Regions from separate parts of the Mus musculus genome. Here region 1 is linked to region 2. Evidence: chromatin contacts called from public Hi-C data. All regions are on one chromosome and are shown on one strand. Each heading gives the region's core, a stretch centred on a gene start, on an enhancer-like site or on the middle of the called end of the contact. The rest is flanking DNA. Distances are from core to core; before and after follow the strand shown. Region 1 holds the start of Krtap2-4 (keratin associated protein 2-4). Region 2 has its middle 25 kb from the start of Krt23.

Region 1 (6,829 bases), core at 3,852-6,351, 150 kb before region 2:
ACCAGGACATGCCTCTACATGCTTGTTCACTTGGGCTTTTAATAAAATTGAAAGAAAATATTTTCCTCCCAAAGGTGGCAACAGCTTAACATCCTCCAGCCTGAATACCATGTGAGATAAGGAGATGGCCATTCCTGCCTTATTCCAAATTCCCAAACATCTCTATCAGCGGACATCATTTGCTGTGGATGGTAAATGACCTTCAGAAGTCCCCAGAATGGACTGGACAAGCCCATTTTGAGCCCTTTTGATTCAGGCAGATCAAATCTTCACCAGTATCTCTGCCATGTGTTGTTCACTGTTTCAATAAAATGATTTTCCTGGCATAGCAAATGCCACACTCTTGCTTCATTCATTAGTATGTGTTATTAGTGTGTGCTGATGAGCAGGAGTCTAGACTCTGCCCAAGGAAACTGAGTTCATTTGTCTCAAATATCCTTTCATCTACTTAGCTCTGATTCATTTCTAAGAGTCATTTCCGTCTCTCCAGAAGACATGTCCTAGATCTCAAACCACATATGCGCATGTGCACATCTACTTTCGTGAAGTCGGGCTATATCATGTGCCCTGGTGTACTCTGGTGGCATCCTGAGCTATCCCACTGCCTGATAAAGCCCTATACTAAGATTACGTATTTCTCTGCATCTGTGGAAGAGACTGTGATTTATCGGCTTTGTCTGTACAGAGGTAGCTCGGTGCTTAGCAAAAGGCCAGTGTTTGCCTCCCCTTTGTTAAACTAAGCTGCAAAGGAACTGCCTTTACAAGAATAAAAACAAGAGATACTTACTTAAATCAAAAGCAAACAAAACAAACAAAACAACAACAAAAAAAAGCAACAACAAAACTTTTCATTGTATATAACTTAACTTCTCTACCTTCTAATTTCTGTTGTAATTTCCTTCAAACACTGTGTCCAAAAGCAAATTGGAGAGGAAAGGGTTCGTTTCGTTGTTCAGGTTAGTCATCTTCAAGAGGAGCCAAGGGCAGATGCTCCAGACAAGATCTGAAGCAGAGGCCATGGAGGAATGCTGCTTACTGCTGGCTCCCTCTGGCAGCTAGCTTTCTTTTGTAGTCTAGACCCCCCCTACCTAGGGATGGCATTGTAAAATGGGAAATTGAGAACTTTTCAGTATAGCTCTCCAGAAAAGTTGAGCGACTTCAACCAGTCACACACCGAGTGTTCAGTGCAATAAGTTGTGCTATTAGACTGTGTCAGGAATCTTTAGACAAAATAAACTTAAAAGAAAATGCTCTCCAGTTCAAATGAAGGCACTGAGGGTCAGACAGAATTCAGGAGAAATCATACCCACCCATTTCAATTTCTTTTTCCTGAGATACTTCATATGTCCAGCAGAAATATATTTTCTAATTAATGCCAATATACCTTTGTATCAAATTAATGTGGTCTCGGAATGAAGGAAATCTTTAAAACCTGTCACAGTTTTAAAATCAATAGAAACAAGACCTGGACTGTAGGACTTCCAAGAAGGCTTTTTTTTTTTTAAGATGTACCCATTATAATTTCTAATAGTAATTTAAAGTGAATTTTAAATTTTTTGCCTTTAAAATTTTTTGCTTATGAAACCTGTTAATGAGATACAGTTAAGACGCACACTTTTATGTACTAATATAAAGCTAAAACCTAACTCTCTGTGTCCTAACAAAGTACGTAATGGGTGCCACGCTGGATTACATAAGCCTTCTAAGATGTATCGCTTAGGAGAGTGCTTTACCTACTTTCTTCTTGCAGTGATAAGACACCATGACAGTTGGAAGAAAGAGTTTCTTGGAGGCTTGCTTACAGTTTCAGAGGCTTAGCATACATGATCACCATGGCAGGGAGCATGGCAACAGTCAGATGTGGTGCTATAGTAGTAGCCGAGAGCTTATGGTCTCATCCACAGGTAGCAGGCAGAGTGAGAGAATTAACTGGGAACGGTCTGGCCTTTTTGAACTTCAAAGCCCACTCCAACAGTGACACACCTCCTCTCAAAAGGTCACACCTCCTAATCTTTTCCAAACAGTTACAACAAATGGGGACGAGGCACTGCAATATATAAGCCTAACAGGACCATTCTTGTTCCAACCAGCTCAGAGTACTTGCCCAAGCTAGTTTCTTCCAAACTAGAGTTGTTGGTAGAACTAACCTTTCCCAAGGTGGTTCCTAATTGCATCATTAACTAACCTTTAAGCAAGGATGGCTAGGTAAGCCCTAACACTGGGATGTTTAACAATTAAATCAAAGACATTAGCCATTGGGTGGTATATCTATAAGCAAGTATGCAATTTTCAAACTTTCCAAGAAGGCTTAAATAACCAGAACAAAGAGCAATACTATGCACTATGTGTATCTGAAAGCCTTTCTCTTGTACCTGCCCATTCAAGGGAATTTAAAATCTAAAAGCAATATGAGATTCCAAAAGACTGGTTGAATTTTCCTGACTTCAGGCCGATGAATATTTAAACTTAAGAAAGATTAGTTGGATGTATGGTTGATAGATTGTTTATATATAATTTTATAATCTGTGATATATACATGTACATTACACACACACACACACACACACACACACACACTTAAATATACATGCTACAGAAACAAATTCACTGAGTTCCCTAACCATTGCTTTTCTGAATTTTGAAATTTGACCATCTTCTCTTTTTGGTTAATTATATTCATCCATTTGTGTGAATAAATCAGTCTGTGAAGAACTCCAGGCAGTGATGACTCCACTTGACAGATGCAGAAGCTGTGGCTGGGAAGATGTCCTTTGCCTGAGATACACAGTTCCCTCTTCCCTCAACCCTCCCCATCCTCATTTCTGGCTCCTATGACTATGAATGGACTCTCTATGAAAAACATACTCTGTTTTCAGAATTGTAGACACCCCCTGACATCTAGAAGCCCCCGCCAACCTAGTTCCTGAGAGGACACAATCATAAAACTATTGAGATGAGGACACGGCCTACCAACAGTCACCATCATTATGTTCTTTGCCAATCAAATGACAAGTCTCATGATTAATTATCATTATCCTTAAAATGTGCATATTCCCACTGGTGATTACACTCTTGCAGAATGCTTGGAACTAGAATAATATGAGATTAAAAGATCATGTCATAAAGTTTAGGGACAGTCTCCATGTAACAAGTCCATCCCTGACTGTGTGTCAGCAAGAGCTCTAGAGCAGAAGAACCAAAAGTGGTCGTAGGATCTGACCGTGGCAGCGTTCTGGTATCCTTGCACGGGATTGTGTCTGGATAAGCTGAACACGACTGTACACAAAACATCCAATGTCAGTGTGGGTTATGGAACAAACATATGACCCATCTTCCAGAGGAAATAATGATATGGTGAAAGGAAAGAACAGTATTACAACTTCACATCTCCTACCTGAAATTTGGAGTCTTGTACTAGTTACTATCTGTTGTGACAACATTCCTGACTGTGGCAATTGAAGGAAGCAAGGCTTTTATTTTAAAGTGCAATTCCAGGTCTTGGCACATCATGATGGGGGAGTGGAGTCCAGGTGGCAGGAGGTTGGAGCAGCTGCTCACAACACATCTGTAGTCAAGATCAGAGAGCAATGAGTTACTGCATGCACCGTGGTACTCAGCTCACACTCACTTGCATTTACTCCAGAGCCCAGGCCACGAAACATTGGTACCCCCACACAGGGTCAGTCTACCCACAGACAGGGTCTGGCTTCCCACCTCAGTTAACTCAATTAAGGAAACAACACACAGGCATAGCCACAGGCTGACCTAATCTAGACAGTTGTGACTCGTTCCCGGGGTTGATTCTCCACTGTGACTAGTTGACAATCCAAACTAGCCATCACACACACTCAGAGGCAAACTTGATCCAGAGTCCTCAGCAATCCTTGTCCAATGCATACAGCAGCCTCCCAAACCTTGACTTATCTCTGGTATCTGACTATTGTAGTGGTGATACATAAAATTCTTTATGCAGTCACTACTCCACTAAGTCTTGTCCTTCTAATAATCTTATATCATATTTTATAAGCAGTCACAATTCTCAGCCATCAATCCACATATTGACTACAGTAAGATAATTGATTCCTCCTCAAATATGTTCAATAGATTTTATTCAAGCTTTTTATTTTGTGTATGGATGCACACACATGTCTGTGGGTGCAGTTGTGGCAGGGTGTAGGTGAGGAAGTCAGAGGACAACTTGCAGGAGTCCGTTTCCTCTTTCCACCATGTGGCTTCTGGGATTTGTCTGGCCCGGTGGCAGGAGCCATCTCACCAGCTCCACAATAGATTTTTAAAGAACGTAACGTGCCATTGCCTCTGTCGCACTTAGGAAGCAAGAAATATAATAATCAAGAGACAAATTTAGAAGACAGGCATGAGTAAAACTGTCACTTGGTTTGATCTTATTTACAAAGTTTTTCACCTTAAATGGCTTTTAGTTTTAGCTTGTCTCCTTACAAATCGTCACTGCTCTGTGGTAGGAAATTTCAAGGCCTAGTTTTTTCTTCTCTATCCCCCAAATTGTCCTGTTCACATATTAAGTGTCTCATGAGAAGTTTCCAGTTACGGGACAATTCAAGACCTTTCTCAAATGCCACTCTGATGCTTTGGTGACTCAGTCTCCAGGAACAAGGTAATAATCCATTTTCCAGAAGCCCTGGGGCATATTTTCCATAACAACATAGACACACACCTACTTTTATGAGCCATCTTGGCTCTTCAGGAATTGTTACTGGGTCTGGATGTCACTCAGAGCTCAGGCTGGTGACTCATGTGCATTGTAGGCTCACACCGACTCAGAGACTGTGAACAAGGGGAAAGTGACATCACCAGTGTGTCCTCTGGACTTTCAATCTGTCACATGGTCTAGCCTGGGAGGATTGACTGACAGGTGAGCAATAGTTCTGATGATACAAATTACCAAGTGTTCATTCCAAGGGAATAGGAGAAGGCTAGGAAGAAAAGCATCCTTGCAGATATTAGAAATGTTGCCTGGCAACTGAATCCAGGGCTCTCTTTTCATTGGGTAACCACAAGTCCAGGAAATGGCCGTTGGTCAGCACTGTTCAGGTATATAAAGGGACCCAACCTAGACAAGACATCGTACCTGAGAACTCCCAACCTCTCCTCACTTCTCAGCCCCACTCCAGCCCAGACACCACCATGACAGGCTCCTGCTGTGGATCCTTCTCCTCCCAGAGCTGTGGAGGAGGCTGCTGCCAGCCCTGCTGCTGCAGGGACCCCTGCTGCTGCCGCCCAGTGTCCTGCCAGACCACAGTGTGTCGCCCTGTGACCTGTGTGCCCCACTGCACCAGGCCCATCTGTGAGCCCTGCCGCCGCCCCATCTGCTGTGACCCCTGCAGCCTGCAGCAGGGCTGCTGTCGCCCCATCACCTGCTGCCCCACCTCTTGCACAGCTGTGGTCTGCAGGCCTTGCTGCTGGGCCTCCACCTGCTGCCAGCCCATCTCAGTGCAGGCTCCCTGCTGCAGGCCCCCCTGCTGCCAGCCTGCTCCCTGTCGCACCACCTGCAGGACCTCCCCCTGTAACACCTGCTGCTGAGCCATCACATAGGCAGCTTCTCCGGGTGAACAGAACTCGTCCTACTCCTGATGGAGCAGAGAGACACCACTTTTGCAGCCCATCTGTACTTCCCCAGTTCACCCAACCGTAAAGGCCTATCAAGTTCTCCATATATATATTCAGCTAGTCATCTGCATAGCTCTAGACATATTCTAGCTCCCATCAGCAGAATTCTTGGCATCAAAAGCATATGTAAGCAAATGTTAAGTTTTTTCATGAAGATCCATCCCATTGAGTCACTGTAATTTTTTTTTTTTAATTTCAAGGTTCAGATGGGATATGTTTTCAGCATGGTATCCTTGTGCTATGGTTTTGCATGATAAAAAAAATAAAATTTTATTTTTGGTGAAGTACACACATCCTTTTTGTATTCTTTCTTGATGTTTGAAACCTCATTGATGTGTAAATTACACTGTTCAGAATGGGATGTCTAGAAGGAGAAATGTTCCTAACAGCTGTATTTTGACCTTCCCTCCCCACCCCCAAGAGCCTTTGAGGTGCATGGTCCATGATGGTGAAAAGAATTTGAACATTTCAGATCATCTCGCCAATGGGCTTTCGTCTTTAAAGACACAGACTTCGGTGGTAACAGGACAAAAATAGTGAGACAGATCTTCGATCCTGAGTATGATTTGGGAGTGGTTCATACACACAAGAAAAGGAACAAAGTCCGAGTTACAGCCCCGCTCGCTTCCCAACATAGAAAACTATGCCATGGTCATCTCACCCAGAAACCCCTCATCACTGAGGTCTTCTTTAGCTCCTGGGTCAGTCTTTCTCTCATCTCCCCAGCCAGCACCACCACAGCAGCTAGGTTTCTGATGCAGCTGCTGATGAGAACAGAATTATACAGCCTTTGCTAGAATCTCACATACCGTGTCACTGAAACAGTGCCGACATGGGTTCATATAGGGTATATGAATTACTAATGTAATCAGGTGATTACATTAACCCTTTGTGGGGCAGTTTCACTGTTGTCAGATAAACCAGTCAGGAAGGCTAACCACTGGTTTTGGGTTTATTTATTTATTTATTTATGGTTTCCCACCCCACTCAAAAAATGCCATCTACCAACTCAGCAGGGTAGCACATGTCTTTATCCCCAGCACTTGGGAGACAGAGGCAGGAAGATCTCTGTGAGTTCAAGGCCACCCTGGTCTCCAAAGTGATTTGACAGCCAGGGCTGTTACAAAGAGCAACTCTGTCTTGGAAAACAAACAAACAAACAAACAAAAAAGGGCATCTACCA
Region 2 (6,735 bases), core at 3,582-6,081:
AACTTGAAGCATTCATGCAATGCTGTCTACAGACACGATCTCTTAACCTGAAATTAACAGCCCCTAAAATTGCATCCATTCTTACTAGGGAAACTGACTTCCTCCCTGAGAATTGGCAAATGTCAAACCTAGAGGGTGTCACACCTCAGATGTGTGCCAAGTTAGACCACACACCACTCCTAGTTTCTAGAATCCTCTCTGCCACATACCGAACCCCAAGGATCAGGGAAGATGAACAGAAGGAAGTAATAATGACAGATCACTATTGCCCCAGATATTTTCAACAGCCATTAAGGCAGAAATATTTTATTCGGTCTTATCACAAAGGCGTAGTATGAAGATTTCCACCCATCGTTTCCAGCAGCTTCGGGAGCCATGGTTTCGAGTCACCACCCAGCCACAAGCCTTGGGAACCAGTTGCTTCTGAAGTCCTAGTGCGCATACCCGGAGAGCTTGTTAAATGAGATTGTGACCTAGAAGCTCTGGGTGGAGCCCGGGATTCCGCACTTCTAACAAAGCCCCAGATGGTGCTGAGGACGATGACCCGTGGACCAAACTTGGAGAATGGTGATGGGTGATTTCAACCCATCCGCCATTTGTCGGTTCCCACCACTGAATATCCCATCTATGAGCCAGTTTCAATAACTATGGTTTAGACTGACCCGGGTGGACACGCAGCAGGACTGGCGACATCAGTAGAATCCCATTAACACAGTCTTGCCCAAGGCAAGCTAATCTTTCAAGAGCCCTGGGTAAGGCAGGCCTGGAAGGAGGGTGTTTCTTAGGTTCTCGCTGAGAGCAGAAGACAGGTCTGGAATTTAAGGAGACTGGGCACTTTGTCTCAGTCACTCCTGGGTGTGATGCACGGCACAGCACAGTGCAGTTCTAATGGTGGAGATGGAAGCGTTTGTCTTGGGTTGTCTGTTGGAGCACCTAGCACAGTAAGTGCTGTAAACCGTAGATCATCCGGGAATCTCCCTAAATTCTATTCAGAGTTTATCTTTTTCTAGATAGCCAAATTAGGCTGATGTTCTAAGAAGAAGAAAAAAAACTTAAAAAATTGTTTGGTTCTTCAGTAAAAACACTTGTCATGCAAGTAGCCTAAATTTGATTCAAGAACCCATGGAAGGAAGGACGAAGTCACTCCAAAAGTTGTCCTCTGACAGCCACACATTCACCATGGCGGCCATGTACCTATTCTCGTACACAAACATCACGCACGCTCATATGCATACAACATATACACTCATACACAGAATCATGATAAAATTAATTGTTTTCTTTGCATTCCTACATTATGTGTTTGGGTGTTTTGTCTGCATGTATGTCTGTGCACTGTGTGTATGCCTGGTCCCCCATGGAAGCCAAAAGAGAGTCAGAACCCTTGAAATTGGAGTTACAGACCCTGATGTTCCACCATGTGAGTGCTGGGAATCGAACCCCACTCCTCTGAAAAAGCAGTCAGTGCTCTTAGCCACTGAGTCATCTCTCCAACCCTAAAATTAAATGTTAAAAAATGGTGAAACCGTGTCCTCATCCAAGCTAAACCAAGTCTGCTTGACTGGTTGTGTTCACGGTCACCACTGGTTGCTCTCACAGTGGCTATTCTTCTGTCTTTAAGAGGTGGGTATCGGAGACTGTGTAAATGGCTCAGTAGGCTCATGGTACAATCAAGACCTGAGTTCCATCCTCAGATCGTACAGAAAGGTGCTGGGTAAAACATCATGCTTGCCAACTCAGTACTGGGGAGGCAGAGACAAAATTCTCTAGGGCTTAGTGGTGAGCCCCAGGTTCCAGTCAGAGACATGGTCCTAAATAAAACACCGGAGAGATGGCTCAATGGATAAAGCACTTGCCAAGCAAGTATATGGACCAGCGATGGATGGCCAACACTCACATAAGAAAAACAAATACCAGGCGGTGTGACCTGCTATAACCCCAGAGCTCAGAAGCCAAATGGGAAACCTCAGCGGCAGGCTGGCTCCAATCAGCAAGCTCCAGCTTCAGGAGGAAACTCTGCCTAAGTAAATAAAGTGAAGAGCAACTGAAAAAGGTATCTGACATCAGTCTCTGCCTTCCATAAAACTCTCATACATGTGTATGCCCACACACCTGAGAACATGAATACATACATACACACACACACACACACACAAATGTGTAGTGCTTGAGAAATGACACCCCAAGTTAACCTGTGGTTTCCACATAGATGGATCTATTGGTACATGGAGAGAGAGAGAGTTTGTATTGAAACAAGTACAGTCGGAATAAAAAGCCCACAGAGAAATAGCTACTAAGCACCCACCTCATGCCTCCTACAGAGGCAGTCACTATTAGGAGGACAAAATAAGGAAGTTCAGAGAAGGAAATCAAAATACACGAAACAGTCCCTAATTCCTGTCACCTACCATCATGATGTCATCCTAATAATTACTACCTTTGCCAGTATCGTGATAAGGAAAACTATTCACGCTGGGAGAAACACAGCAAGCTTGTCTGCTCAATAAAACTCCTTCCACCCTCTTGAATTCGTCTCCCACACTCAACAAAACCTACATAAGACTACCTGTGACCTGTGACCACGCACCCAGTTCTACCACGTCAGCCGCCGTGGCTGGCATCACACCTTACACCCTTCCCAAACATCCAGGCTCTGCCATCCCCCAGCGAGACTCAGCTTGTTTACCCAGCCAACTTCGCTCCATACCTGAAGAGCAGGTTTGCCACGCAAGCTGCCTTAATGTGAGTTTTGCAGACACCACTTCTGGGCTGTTATTAGTGTCCTCGGAAAATAATAATCAGCTGACAGACCAAAGAGGAACATTCCAAAAAAAAAAAAAGAAGAACCTCATTGTTGCAAAATGTTTGGACTTATTTCTTTTTTCAGTTGATCAAAGAGTGGGATGGTTTATTTCTAATACACAGAAAGACAGTGACCCAAAATCTGATGAATACACTTGGCTACCGGACTGAGAGTTGGGGAATGTAGGACACTTAAGGGCAGGCAGCTGTGTAGAAGGTAGGTGTCTAATCATCACTGCAGATGCCGGAGGCCAAGCTAATAGCAGGTAGCCTTATTGTAGCCACGTGAATACTGAACTTCTTGCTCCCTCTCCTACCCTTCTCCAGGTGGTATTAGATAGTCAGAGGGTTTTCAGTAGGACAAGGTTGGAGAATAAATGACAGCGTTCAAGTCTTTGTATTCCACCCCATCCATAGAATCTCAGCCAGCTAGAGACATAAGACCTGACTGCATTCCACTACACAGAGATTGTCTTAGAATAGCAGATGGCTAGTATCGGTCCATACCCCCATCACACAGAGCAGAAGGTAGAAATAAGGCCCCAGTAACGAATCTCGGTCCACTAACTATCTCTACAACAGTAACAAGCTAAAACTACATCTTCTAGACAGGCCCTGCTCAGTCATCACCCAAATGGCCAGGAGGAGTTGGGAACCTACATGTCTCAAAAAGCCGGAGCCCCGTCCAGGGTCCAGAGCCTTGGTGAGAAGGGACTCACAGGGTTGGCATTGGGGGCTGAAAGTTTATCCACCTCTCATGTCTTCCTGGTGGGAGTCTGATCTACTCCAGGGCAAGTATATAAGGGTTGGAACTCAGAGCTGTCTGAACCGCTGCCTGCTGCCTATGAACTAGTCTAGGGCCTTCTAAGCATGCCCTGATAATGACATTGCTCCAAGATCACACACTGCTGTCTTAAGATCTAATTACTAAATATGGTGTGAGACAGGATAAAAAGGCATGCCAAGTTAAGGAGACATGGGAAGGAAAATAAGTCCTTCCCTTAGAATGTAGTTCTGTTTTCGACTGGCTTACAGTCACACACACATACATACACATACACACACACACACACATACACACACACACACACATACACACACACACACACACACACACACACAACTTCAACAAAACTGATAAAAGTCAGAATGACCTACAGAGATAATGCTAGTTTTCCTAAAAATATATCAAATAAGGAGTGTGTGTGAGTGTGTGTGTGTGTGTGTGTGTGTGTGTGTGTGTGTGTGTGTAAAACAAGGATGTGGAAAGCAGCAAACTGTGCTCACGCAGGGCCAGATGGTTTAAAACTTTGGGTTTTAACCCTCTTAGCCTCCTCTCTCACCCCTGAACCCAAACCATATATAGCACAAAGCTACCCTACAATTTCATTTATAAAAAGAAGTTCCTTAAGATAAGGAAAATAAACAAACTAGCTGGAACTTCTGTACATGAGTCTAAAACTTTGCTTAGCTGCTCATCCTTGAAAAACACGTCCTTTTTGAGTGACGGAACTCAATGAAACGCCATGAGGTCACATTCTACAGCCATCGTAAAGTGTTACTCTCCTGAGAAGGCCACACCCACACTTGGGTATATTCTGTCCTTTTCTTAAGGATCTCTCTTTCTAAACGTCGGTGCTTAAATCCAAAGTGTGTGCTATGTCTCATTTATCCAAGACAAAATCACCAGCTTTCCTTCAAAAATAATCCGGTGTCATCTTCAAAGGATGTATGTGCCTCTCAGAGGAGAGGGTGGAGGTTGCCTGGGATACTGTCTTCCTGCCCCTGGTACCTTCCACAGCCTGACATTAGCATAAATAACATCACCTAAATGGGGTAAAAAATCTCCTCTGCTACCTTCAGGGTTTTTCTTTCTCCTGGCTGCTTCTCATTTCCTTCACTCTATAGTCAGCCCCACAGGAGAGTCTTTCTCCCTAGAAGGGAAGGAACAAATAACTCAAGCCGCTGCTACCAACGTGGGTGAGGGACTTGGCAAGTTTGAAGTGGAGGAGAAGAGAGACTTAAAGTGCAAGCGGTGATTGCTAAGGCTGAGCTCTCCACAGAAGGAAACAGGCTGCTCAGAGACAGCGAGCATGTGAAAGAAAGGCAGGTTTGTTGAACTCCAGCAGTACACACAGACGTTCCCCCAGCCCTGACTCCCTGTGGGACCATTTATCAGAACCCATCCTGGTATTTCTGTCTCTAAGGCATCCAAGTCTCGTGAGCATCTTTCAACAGATCAAAGGGCAGAAGAAAAATGTTCTTGGATCGGCTCCTAAGAGAAATCTCACACCAGATTTTCCTGGGCTATTTCAGGCCAGTCGGTGCCTGTTCTTTTATAGGAGGGCATCGATCTTCTCAGATGTGGAGGAAATGAGGCAATGGATTTAAAGACCACAAGTTCACAATTACAGCAGCACCGGTTCCTAAGATCTCCTGCGCTCGTGGTCTGTTGTCAGCCTTTGTGCCTTTGTGTATAAGACCGAGCTCAGGAAACTCCTAATCAGAGAGATGACAGCTGACAGGGATGCACTTAGGGACATTTGGCACCAGGAAAGAGGTTGAACTGGGGGGATCTGATCAGTGACTTCACTAGAATAGAGTTCCTGTTTATAAAGAATGTAAAATAACAGCTAGGTAGGGGTGTTGACTGGTTTTGAACATCTGTAGGTGTCTGTAGGTGAAGGAGTGACTGAAGTGGGCATAACGTTTGTTAAGACACAGTGACCCACTTACATGTCATCCATGACAGATTGTGCAAGGGCAGAGTTACAGACCTGTTTCTTTGACCCCAGAGATTTTTAAATATTTACCTCCAGGGACCAGGTGTGATGAGTGGCTCATGCCTACAATCCTGGTCTTCAGGAGGCAGAGACAGAAGGATCACTGTGAGCCTGAGGCTAGCCTGGGCTACAAAATGACATAGTGAGTTCCAGGCCAGTTCATACACACACACACACACACACACACATATGCATACATATACATATATATTCATACATATATGAAAATAAAAATTACCATCAGGCCTGTAACTTTTGCGGAAAAGGAGTCCCAACCTCTGCTGTGGTTGGGAGAGCAGAACTAACTGGGTTAAAATCACAGCAGGGTAATTAGGCCTCTCTCAATAACTCTGCCCTGGGAAAAGTGGACCATCTCTTAGTAAAGCAAAAAGGGGCTTTGATCCTTCACAGCCGACTAAATGGAAGCAAAGGCACTTTGCAGACTACCTAAAGAGGTTAGAATTGGTGCAATCACTTAAAAGATTTTTAAAATGTCTGAATCATTCTCCTCACCCCACTCCACCCCATCCCTGCTGCTAACCCAGGGCAAAAATTTTAAATAGTCAAAAGAGACCATGGGCAGTTTTCTTTTAAAACTGTATAGTTTTCTTCAATCCCTTTCCAGACTCATGGTCAACTATTGCTCATCATGGTGTTTTTCGCAAGATGCTAATTTGAACAGAGTAAAAAGGTCGGGAGGTGAGTCAGAAACTGGATTTTTTTTTTTTTTTTTTTTTTTTTTTTTTTTTTTTTTTTTATCCCCAGCAACCTGGAAGGGGTTGCTTCAGGTTAGCCTCTGTTAGAGAGAAAGAGCAAGAGCGACCCCTGCTGGCCAAAGAGGCAAGGCACGCTTTTTCCTTCTTCAAGGTGCAAATTTGAAGTCAAATTAATCTCCATGTCATCACATAAAAGACCTCAGGGATTATACTGACTGTATCCTGTGAACGATGGCAAAAAATGGCCACCAGGACATAACTAGGCCTTCTCTTATCTCCGTTGAGCCTGCATGACACCACCTCACAGAACATGAAGTCCTGTGTGTGACAGGGAACACTTTAACAGTTATTTGAACTGGAATTCTAGCCAAAGATCTTTCTCAAAATAAATGGAGCCCTATGAGACAGCAGATGTTCTGTCCCCTCCAATCCAT

What was found. A called contact is a pair of places that touch in the nucleus more often than the background predicts.
Region 1: a contact with region 2 is called in a Hi-C map of cortical neurons, with 2.5 times the contacts expected there. The contact joins the promoter of Krtap2-4 here to the enhancer-like site in region 2. A contact is called at or near these places in 7 of 39 promoter capture datasets (the 3T3-L1 cell line, cranial neural crest, embryonic stem cells and 3 more), 1 of 15 datasets of contacts at CTCF or cohesin (the NIH/3T3 cell line), 3 of 484 Hi-C or Micro-C datasets (cortical neurons, epidermal suprabasal cells and nephron progenitors), 1 of 115 datasets of contacts at active chromatin or transcription factors (pancreatic cancer cells) and 2 of 9 other capture datasets (adipose tissue and pancreatic islet).

What each region holds. Positions count from the first base shown.
Region 1 is chr11:99,613,118-99,619,946 of GRCm38.p6, reverse strand. It overlaps Krtap2-4 (keratin associated protein 2-4), which reads left to right and starts at 5,101. Exons shown (of 1, transcript NM_027800.1): 1 at 5,101-5,930. The coding sequence starts at 5,164. The coding sequence ends at 5,559. Gm32730 (a long non-coding RNA gene) reads right to left here. Exons shown (of 5, transcript XR_880207.2): 4 at 3,395-3,565. Gm11562 (predicted gene 11562) reads left to right here. Exons shown (of 1, transcript NM_001177537.2): 1 at 1-349.
Region 2 is chr11:99,464,662-99,471,396 of GRCm38.p6, reverse strand. No RefSeq gene overlaps it. Among named protein-coding and RNA genes, the nearest start is that of Krt23, 25 kb to the left of the region's middle. Within about 2 kb of position 4,831, at least 16 of the 459 cell types and tissues checked have an H3K27ac peak or open chromatin away from gene starts, as enhancers often do. A contact at or near this core is called in cortical neurons, where this site is marked.